2 separate regions of the Mus musculus genome follow, and region 2 is linked to region 1. A link is a contact called in public HiCAR-type data. All regions are on one chromosome and are shown on one strand. The core of a region is the stretch at or near the end of the contact, and the rest is flanking DNA. Distances in the headings are between cores, read along the strand shown. Region 1 holds the start of Zfp503 (zinc finger protein 503). Region 2 holds the start of Wnt5a (wingless-type MMTV integration site family, member 5A).

Region 1 (4,614 bases), core at 1,539-4,038:
TCCTTGATTCTAAAGTGTGAGTGCTTGAGTGGTTGGCGCCTCCGAGGCTGTGTAAATATACTAGCTTCTGAGGAAGGCGACTTTGGAACAGTATACAGGCCCTTGTCCGCCTAGGGGCCGATGGGGGAGGGCTAGGTACATAGGGACTTTAATACAAAAAGGAGACAAGTTTGTGTGGCTTTGCCCCTTAGAATTTGCACCCAATTTCATCTCGTTGCTCTCTACTGACTAAGGTTGAGGAAGTACTGTCCTTTCCTCCCATCCTGGAGCTGAATCACTTCGACTGCCCCCACCCCCACTCCGAGAGCCCCAGATCCCAGGGGGGAAAGAAACCCCACAGGAAGGCAGCCCTGGTAGGGGACTCAGCTTGACCCCGAGAGAAGGTCCTTACCTCGATGGGGCTGACGGGCGTGGAAGGCAGGGGTTGCAAATACTCTGGGTGCAAAATGTGGCCAGTCCGTGCCGTCAGCATCTTCAGCACCTTGATGGGCAGGCGGTTAGCCTGGCGCAGGGGGTCAGAGGGGGGCACAGCGTGCACAAAAGGCTTGGTGCTGCCGGCCGGGGAGGAGCCTGGGCCGTGGCCGGAGCAATTTCCAGAAAGCGCGCTGGTCCAGGCAGGGTCCGCGCTGCCGCCGCCGCTGCCGCCGCCGCCGCCGCCGCCGCCGCCGCCGCCGCTGTGCTTACTGCTTCTTAGGGCAGAAAGCGAGGGCGCTGTGCTCATGACCCACCCGCGCGCATGGGAGCAGCGGGGGGAGGGCTCCGAGATGCGCGGGGCGGGCTCGGGGCTGCGCGCTCGCCCGGGGAGCGGGAGCAGCTGGAGGAGGAGCTGGCGCGGCGGACGCGGGAGCCCCGCGCGCTTTCTCGCCGCCGGGAGCCAGAAGCGAATAATCCTGGGTGGCCCGCAGCGGAGCCGTGATGGGGCTAGAAGAGCAGGACAGACTGCGGGAGTGTCCCCGCGGTGCGCGGTGTCTGCCTCGGGCTGCGCCCTGCGCTGCGCTCTCCCGGCCCCGAGCCGGCGCTGCGCTCTGCGATGTGTGTCGCTGCTTGTCCAGCCCGGGCTCTGGCGAGGAAACTCACTTCAAAAGCAGCTGCACCGAGGGGGAGATTAAAGCCTTTGCCGCCTTCCAATCAAATGGGAGCCCGAGGTGATTGGAGGGTCAAGGGGATGTGACGCGTCCCGCGCCGCCGCCACCGCCAGGAATCTCAGAGCTGGTTTTAATGGGCAGCTCCCTCTTCGCCGCCCCTCGGCTTGTCCCCTCCCTCGATTTCGCTACCCGGACGAGATGGACATTTATTCTACGTTTGTCATCTACCGCCTTCCTTCTTTTTTCTCTTCGTCGTTCTTCGTTTTCCCAGCAGGAAAACAAACTGAAACCTTTGGAGGGAGGGAGTGTTAACAGACTTCGGGAGAAGAAACGCAGGCGGTAATGTGGATACCTGCTGAACAGTCAACTCCAGGGATGAGTGGGAGCCTGTATACAAAAAAAATCTTTTCAGAAATTAAGATTTTGCGTGGCGCGGCCACCCGGGTAAGGAAAGTCGATGCTGCAGAAAGTCTGCCCGCCCGCTTGGATTTCCAGAGGTTCAGCAGCAGAGAAACCAGAAGCTAGAAGGGCAACGGAGGCGGTGGCTGCTCGTCCTCGCGACGTGCGCCGGGCTCTCCGCCCTTCCCGGTCACGTGACACCGAAGGACGCTCAGATTGGGGCTTGAGCGGGGGGTCACATGTTTCCCCTGTTTCACACTTCAGCCCCCCCCCCATTCTTGCTTTCGTCTTGCTACTCTCCCCCCCCCCCGCACCCCCTGTTTCTCTGGGCATCTCCACCCCTCCATCAATTGTCAATGTGCCTCGACCGCAATCAATCAGTTATTTGTCAGCTCTTGTCAATCTGCCCGTGATTTATGTCAGCTTTTGTTGCTGATTACAAGGCGGGTGAGACTTGAAGGGAAAAAGAGAGACCTAGAGTGAGACAGAGGAAGGAAGAGACCGAGAAGAAACTGAAGGAGGGGGAAAGAGCAGCAGCCTCCTGGCACCTGTGTGTGTGTTTGTGTGTGTGGAGGGTGTGTAAGAAAAAGAAAGAGGGGAAAGGGGCGTCCACAGTCAGGAAAATGAAATAGTGAGAGTAAAGTGCGCAGGTGCACCCAGGACTCCTAGTCTGGAGCACCGGCCTGGGATGTGCTCACTCCCTCTTGGGGTTGTGGAGACAGACACACCTTCTACCTTTGGGTGCTTCGGTCAATCCGGGTCGCCCAGTTCGGGTCTGCTGAGTACCTAAGAACGACGCTGGAGGCGACGTCTAACGCGGAGGTTTCCCGCCTCTCTGGCATAATCCCTCCCGGGAATGTAACTTGAGGATGTCCAGTTGTCGACCTCGGTAGTGTTCCCACCCCAGACTCGGGAATTTCTTTCCAAAGAGCCATGCCATCAAATATAGCCCGAGTTCTGGAGGTTACTTGTAGAATAAACCTCCTTAATTCTGTGACCCGTGTTCGTAGCGAGAGTTGAATAGCTCAAGAGAAGAGGCCTGACCATGTGCATAGGCAAACAGGTCTCAGGCTCGCTCTCCTCCTCTCCCGGGTCCTTCGCCACTACCCTCCGCTGGCCATCCCGACAGTCCTGGGAGCCGGGACTTAATCGGGCTGCTGGACGGCATGATGTAGACCATCCAGACAGGACTGACCTATGCGGGGAGAGGAGAGGGAAGGAACGCGAGAGGGAGGGGCGGCTGCCTGTGGAAACCGGTTCTTCCAGGGAAGCGGAGCGGGACTTCGGCGTTCCCCTCGATTTGCGCCGTCGCTCGGGCTGTTTGGAAAGAAGAGGGGAGGCGCTGTGCATGCTGACTTGTACCTGGATCTGGGTGCACAGTGCGTATGCACTCCTGTGCCGCTGGGCGACTTCCATAACGTCCGCTCCGGGGTTACTCCCAGAAACTCGTAGAAAGTAGAAGGGGGTGAGAAGAGGACACACCCCCTTGCTCGGAGGGACTTGGGAGACTTTGAATTTCCCCTCCCCCCACTTTTCCGCAGAGCTCTTCTTTTGTTGTCAAGTCCTTTTGATAAATGGTGGGGCTGGGAGAGCTGGGAGCCAGGAGCCGATCTGCGCCCTGCGCAGGGGCGGGGGCCCAGCCTGGAGACCGGGTTCGGACCACCGCGCACCCTGAGCTGAACCGGGCACGCTCAGGGGACTTTTCCTTCTGTTTGCCAGCCTATTTCTTTCCTACCATCCCAGTCCCCCTTCCCTTCTGTTTCTGTCCACGCGGATAACGAGAACTTTCTGGGGTGGGGGTGAGTTATATAATTTTCTCGTAAGTATTCTTTCACAGAGTTTTGATTTTATTCCTTGATTCCTTAGGTTGGCAAAGTTAATGGGATGGTAACTCGATTAATGGTAATTTGGAAAGAAGAGCGGCTGGGGCTGGTGTGTGTGTGTGTGTGTGTGTGTGTGTGTGTGTGTGTGTTAAGAACATTGGCTGTTTGTGATCCTCCTGCGACAATTGAGAAAGGTAAATTTGTGAGACTATGGCAAGATCACAGGCACCTTTGTGAAGGTGCCTGAATGATCTCTGGAGTAAGAAGTCCAGCTTACGTTTTGGCAGAATGGCAACCCCAAACTCTGCCGGGTAAGGTCTCTGAAGCTGCTTGCAGCCTGCGGGGTGTTAGTGCCTGCCGGTGTCTCCCACTGTATGGCTCTAAAGGTGTCACCCTCTGGTCAGCTCCTGTGGTCCTAGCATAGGAAGCTAGGCCTTGGGCCACCTGCCATATTGGCCTCTTTCATAGGCCTGGAGAGTGAGAGTTGACGCTGTGGACAGAACTGAGGAGAGCAGGAGCAAGCGCGGGCCTAGGGTGTCCTCTTCGCTCCGGGGGTTCAGTTTCTAGGCTCAGTTTGTCTCTTTTCCTCCAATTCCAGTAGTTTTCTCATTGCGCTGGGCAGTTCAAGGGAGGCCACCCCAGCTCTTCAAGACTGGTAGAATCGTGGAATGGCTCTCGTCCCACGTAGATTACATGCGCTCACCGGTGTGCGCCGCCGGGCTCCGTGAGCTCCGACTGCCGCGTTAAAACTCAACTCCGAAGGTCGGAGCGCACGGGGGCGCCTGGGGGTCTGCGTTCCCCGGGCTTTGGGGAGGCACCAGCATCTGAGCCTGCGCACCTCTCAAGGGAGGCCAAATCTCTGAAGGCCGAGTAAGCTGTGGAAGTTGGAGGGGGTGTGGGGGGATATATTGTTATTAATTACTTCAGGCTAGGCCTAATGCTTCCAACCCTCAGAGGTGGTTGGCATGGACGTCCTGCGGATTTTATTTGCACACAATGGACATGATTTGTTTTCTAAAAAAAAAAAAAAAAAAAAAAAAAGGGTGTGGGCATGGCAGATATTTGAGGAGGAGGTGGAGGGAAGAAGGCGGAAGGGAAGAGAGCCGAGGAAAAAAGTTTGAAAATGCCTTGAACTATTCACTGTCGAGATGGCTAATCAGTATTGAGGCCGGAGGGCAGGCGGGCCGCCTTTCACCACCGCTTCCCTTTCATCTCTGGCTCGGCGGAGGCGCTCAATTAAAAGCCTATCAGTTTGTAAGTAAATCAACGCCTATCAGAGTTGTCACATCAAACAAAACGATTATTAT
Region 2 (4,322 bases), core at 171-2,670, 6.5 Mb after region 1:
ACCTAGATCCATATCGGCAGCATGACCTCTACTCTTGCCTGGCCACGTTGGGGTGAGGAACAGTCCTGTCTAGCAAACCTCTGACACCAGGGACTTTGCAAGATGCACGAGCCCACTCTACCCTCCAAGCCCGGGCTTTAAGCCCAGGGCGCAAGGAGACATCCCAACCCAACCAGGATCCATGTCAGTGAGGTCCTTTCTGTAGAGGTGCCAGTAAATGCAGTTGGGGACAGTTGAGCCAAGGGGTCCGGATCGGAAAGTTGAGGTTCAGACCCCCAAACGGGTCGACGGCTTTGGAAGAAGCTGAGCCGATCAGGAGGCAGGCAGGCAACAGCAGTGAAATGAACCTCGTTATACAGATGCCTGGGGGATGGGGAGCCTTGAGGAGGGGGCCCAAGGGGGAGCGTACCCCGCCTCCAGGCACCCTGTCCCGTAGTACAGCTTTAAAATCCTGAGAAGTTTGTCATAGGACAGCCTCATCACGCATGCGCATAGGCAAAGTTGACTTTTTTTTTCTCTCCCCCCCCCACCCCCCTTTGCCTCTCCAGCCGTGTTTGGTTCTGCAACTTTAAAAATATTTTTTTTTCGCTGAGAACACCAAGGGAAAGAGGAGTCTGGAGAGAGGGAGGGCGAAAGTGAGGGAGCTGGTCAGGAGGGCCGGGGGTGGGGGGCACGCGGTCCCCTCGCTGGGCCAGTCAGTCTGTGGGGCACCGCATCGCTTGGAAAGTTGCTGCAGGCTCCGAGGCACCGCCTCCGCCGTCCGGAGTCCGGATTGTGCGGCCGCTGCATTGCCATCTCCTTCCGCGGCCTCCGCCGGGCCCCACGACCGCCCCTCGGACCCCGGCCGCGACCGAGGAGGTGGGCAGCCTCGGCCGCCATGGACCTCTGGAGTTGAGTCGCCACCGCGGAGCTCTGCGCCCTCCGTCCTCTCGCTCTGTTCTCTCTGGAAAGGCGGGGGGGTGGAAAGAAGAAGGTTAACCCGAAGAAAGGAAGAAAGAAAGAAGGGGACCAGAAGGGGGAAGCCAACGTTCCCCCACAGGCTAGCTGTCCATCAACCGCTCAAGCCACCAAGCGGCAGAAAGTTCAGGGCTGCCTTGAACCCATTTTCTTTGCGCCTGGTTTTTGCCAGACTCTAAAATGAAAGGACAAAATTTGGCGCTGACTCTTGCAGCTCTGATGGCGACTTGTGCGATTTCAGCGGCATCTCCCGGAGAAAAAACCATGCGTGCCTGATTGTTCTGTGGTCCCATAGCCGCCGCCGCTGCTGCTGCTCTGTGTGTGTGTGTGTGTGTCTGTGTGTGTGTGTGAGCGCGTGTCTCTGTGTCTGCGTGTGTGTGCGTTTGTGTGTGTGTATGTGTGTGTGTTTGGGTGTGTGTCTGTGTGTACACAGAGGTTCACTAGCTAACTCAGCTGCAGGAGCAGTCCCTGGAAGCAGACGTTTCGGCCACAGACCCAGAGAGGAGGAGCTGACAATCAGGAGGCGTGAGCCGCCTGGAGTCTGCAGAATTCGTGGTGTGAATGAACTGGGGGCATCTTGGGCACAGGGATTGCCCCCCCTCCTTCCCCGCCTCGGGCCACAGTTGAGTAGTGGGGCATTTTTTTTCACCTTCTTGTGAAGAATTTTTTTTATTATTTGTTGTAAAGTCTTTTGCACAATCACGCCCACATTTGGGGTTGGAAAGCCCTAATTACCGCCGTCGCTGATGGACGTTAGAGAGGGAGCGCCTCGCCGCGGAACAGTCGCCTGCGCGCCCTCGTCGGACCCGCGGCTCCTGCACTGTGTCCCCGCTCGGCCCTGCGCTTGCTGCTCGCCCGCGCGCGCCGGCGCCCTCTCGGTTCCTGGGCACATTTCCACGCTATACCAACTCCTCTGCCCGAGTCCGGGCGCCAGTGCTCGCTTCCGCTCCGGGTCGCTGCGCCCACCCGACGCGCCCAGGAGGACTCCGCAGCCCTGCTTTGGATTGTCCCCCAAGGCTTAACCCCGACGCTTCGCTTGAATTCCTCGGCCGCCTTCGCTCGGGTGGCGACTTCCTCTCCGTGCCCCCTCCCCCTCGCCATGAAGGTAAGTGTTCTGTGCGCACGGACGCTCCCTACTTTTTCCCCCCCTTTTCAAAGTTAACTGAACTCTTTCAATCTATCCCTATCCTCTCCATTTCTCTAACTGCCTGGAGAAAGCTAAACTCCAATATCGCCGGCAGGGACTCCTATCTTTTCGTCCCTTACCCTGGGGACACTGCCTCTGCGTCCTTGGAGACTTTTTGCACCGGCTATTCTTCAAACCTTTTCAACTATGGAGAAGAGCGAGGGCAGGAAAGACAGTTCGGGTCACAGGCGGCGCGCCTTTTTACCTCGAGAACTGGAGTGTAGTTTTACTACGTGTATTTCAGTGACTGGATAATGATTCGATTCATCAAGTATATATCAAACGCTCATTTCACCGGCACGCGGAGATTGTGTGGCTGAAGCTCTGAGGCCGGATGAGGACTGTGTTAGGAGAAACGGCTGCGAGACTAAGGAAACTAGGGGCCACCTACCCTAGAGCAACGCACACCCCACCCCCAACCTCCGATCAGGGCCCAGTTCCCGGCTCTCCAGGTCGAGTAACCCGAGCGTTCCCGGCCCCTGTGCCTTTAAGAGTGCCTGGCGGGGGGCCAGAGCGCACCCCGCGCGGGGAGCAGGGTCGCGTTATTAGCTTTATTAGCGGCCTCTGGGTGAGCTCAGGTCCTTTACTGCAGCATTGGGGGCGGGGAGTAGTGGTCCTAGTGGCTTTAATCCTGCCCCCTGAGCGGAGTCAACCTAGTGCTTTGGAGACTCTAGGGCCTCTGCGTTTCGAGATCGGGCGGGGGTTAGTTTGTGAACTCGTGTTTGTTTTAATTGTCAGTTGTATGTTAAAGCCGAGTCACACACTCTGAGGGTCACCGAGAGTTCACTTTTACAAAAAAGTTAACGTTTCGTCTTGAAATATAACTAGCAATTTTCCAAACAACTTTTCCTTCGGTTATCCTCCACGCCTCGATAACAATTTCCATTTATACTTCATACCTCTCATTTCCAGCTTTCTAGTAGGGAGTAAGGTGAAGATCGGTACGAAGCTGTTTCCTAAAAGCAAACAACGTTCTTTCTTCAAAGAAAGGGTTTTAAACCCCGGTGCTTCTAAGGCCCTGTTTTACCCTCTATGCCCTGTCCGAGCCACAGCTCCGTGGTCTCACTTTAAATGAACAATTCGCTCCTGGGAAATAACTTGGGTCGGGTGATGAGGTCGTACCTCCTCAGCATCTGCTGTCTTGACGATATTAGCACACCTAGCCAGATTTAATTTCAAGACATTTTCCATCAGGCGAGGCTTTGCGGGGGGGGGGGGGATTTGGAGGAGACAATGTTGTAAGTACCCAGCAATTGAGGAATGGCGGAAAGTAGGGTATGAGAGGACGCGTTGGGACCCTTGCTTTGCTTTGGGGACTTGGGGAGCTGGAGATCAGTTTTTGACAAGCTGGCTTTAGTCTTGGCGGTTCGGCCCTAGATCCTCCAAAGGAGGTCCAGCCCAAGACCCTGGTCTTCCCTTCCAAAGCGCTCCTGTGCACAAGGGGCGCGCTACGTGCCGGCAAAACTCTTGAGCTTTAACGCGGCCTTTCTAACCGGCCGCGCGGTGCCGGCTGCCCCCTGTTGGCCATCTGGAAATAAGGCCTCTCTGAGTCCCAGTCCTTCAACTTTGCACCCCTGGAGACAACTCAGCCCCACTCTTCCCACCAAGACCCTTCTAAGGTCTCCGCCAGGGGACAATCTGTGTTACCCCGAGCTTCAAATAGAAAAGAGCCATAGGTGTAACCCAGCAATGAGGCCTTGGGCAATTTGGACTAAGGATTTCGACCCTTCTGGTCACTGGTGAGGGAGTGTCACAGTACAAGGCCTCGGGTGTGGCCCTGGTTGTCTCACCAATTCTTTCTGTGGTCCTGGATGCTTGTTGTGTTTCCCTCTCTCAGCCTCTGCTTCTTCATCCATTAAACACAGAAACAAAAACAGTGATTTTGTTTTCATTTATGAACTTCGTCTGTAAAAAAAAAAATCCCCTGTAAAGATTGGGAGTGAACCGATCTTTGATTTCTCACTCTCTCTTGGGGCTACACAACTGTTTTAGACAAATGACTCTGTGCTCAGTTACTCGAGGTAATTGTGTGTGGGTCCTTGAGAACCCTGGGGGAACATCGCTGAAGCTTAGGAAAAGAGCCGAAGTTTATCTCCTGGACTATTACTGTTCTCCGATCTCCTGGCAATTCTGGGTCACTCGGGAATTTTTCAGGTTCCTTACCCTGACTGCAGCTCCA

The links. HiCAR-type assays count read pairs that join an accessible place to other places.
Region 2: a HiCAR-type map of embryonic stem cells shows a contact between it and region 1, with 8 times the contacts expected there. The contact joins the promoter of Wnt5a here to the promoter of Zfp503 in region 1. A contact is called at or near these places in 1 of 39 promoter capture datasets (embryonic stem cells), 7 of 484 Hi-C or Micro-C datasets (all in embryonic stem cells) and 2 of 115 datasets of contacts at active chromatin or transcription factors (both in embryonic stem cells).

The regions. Positions count from the first base shown.
Region 1 is chr14:21,986,813-21,991,426 of GRCm38.p6, forward strand. It overlaps Zfp503 (zinc finger protein 503), which reads right to left and starts at 2,789. Exons shown (of 3, transcript NM_145459.3): 1 at 2,213-2,789; 2 at 392-1,472. The coding sequence starts at 721. A330001L22Rik (a long non-coding RNA gene) reads left to right here and starts at 2,663. Exons shown (of 2, transcript XR_001781181.2): 1 at 2,663-4,614.
Region 2 is chr14:28,504,053-28,508,374 of GRCm38.p6, forward strand. Wnt5a (wingless-type MMTV integration site family, member 5A) reads left to right here and starts at 1,421. Exons shown (of 5, transcript NM_009524.4): 1 at 1,421-2,062. The coding sequence starts at 2,057.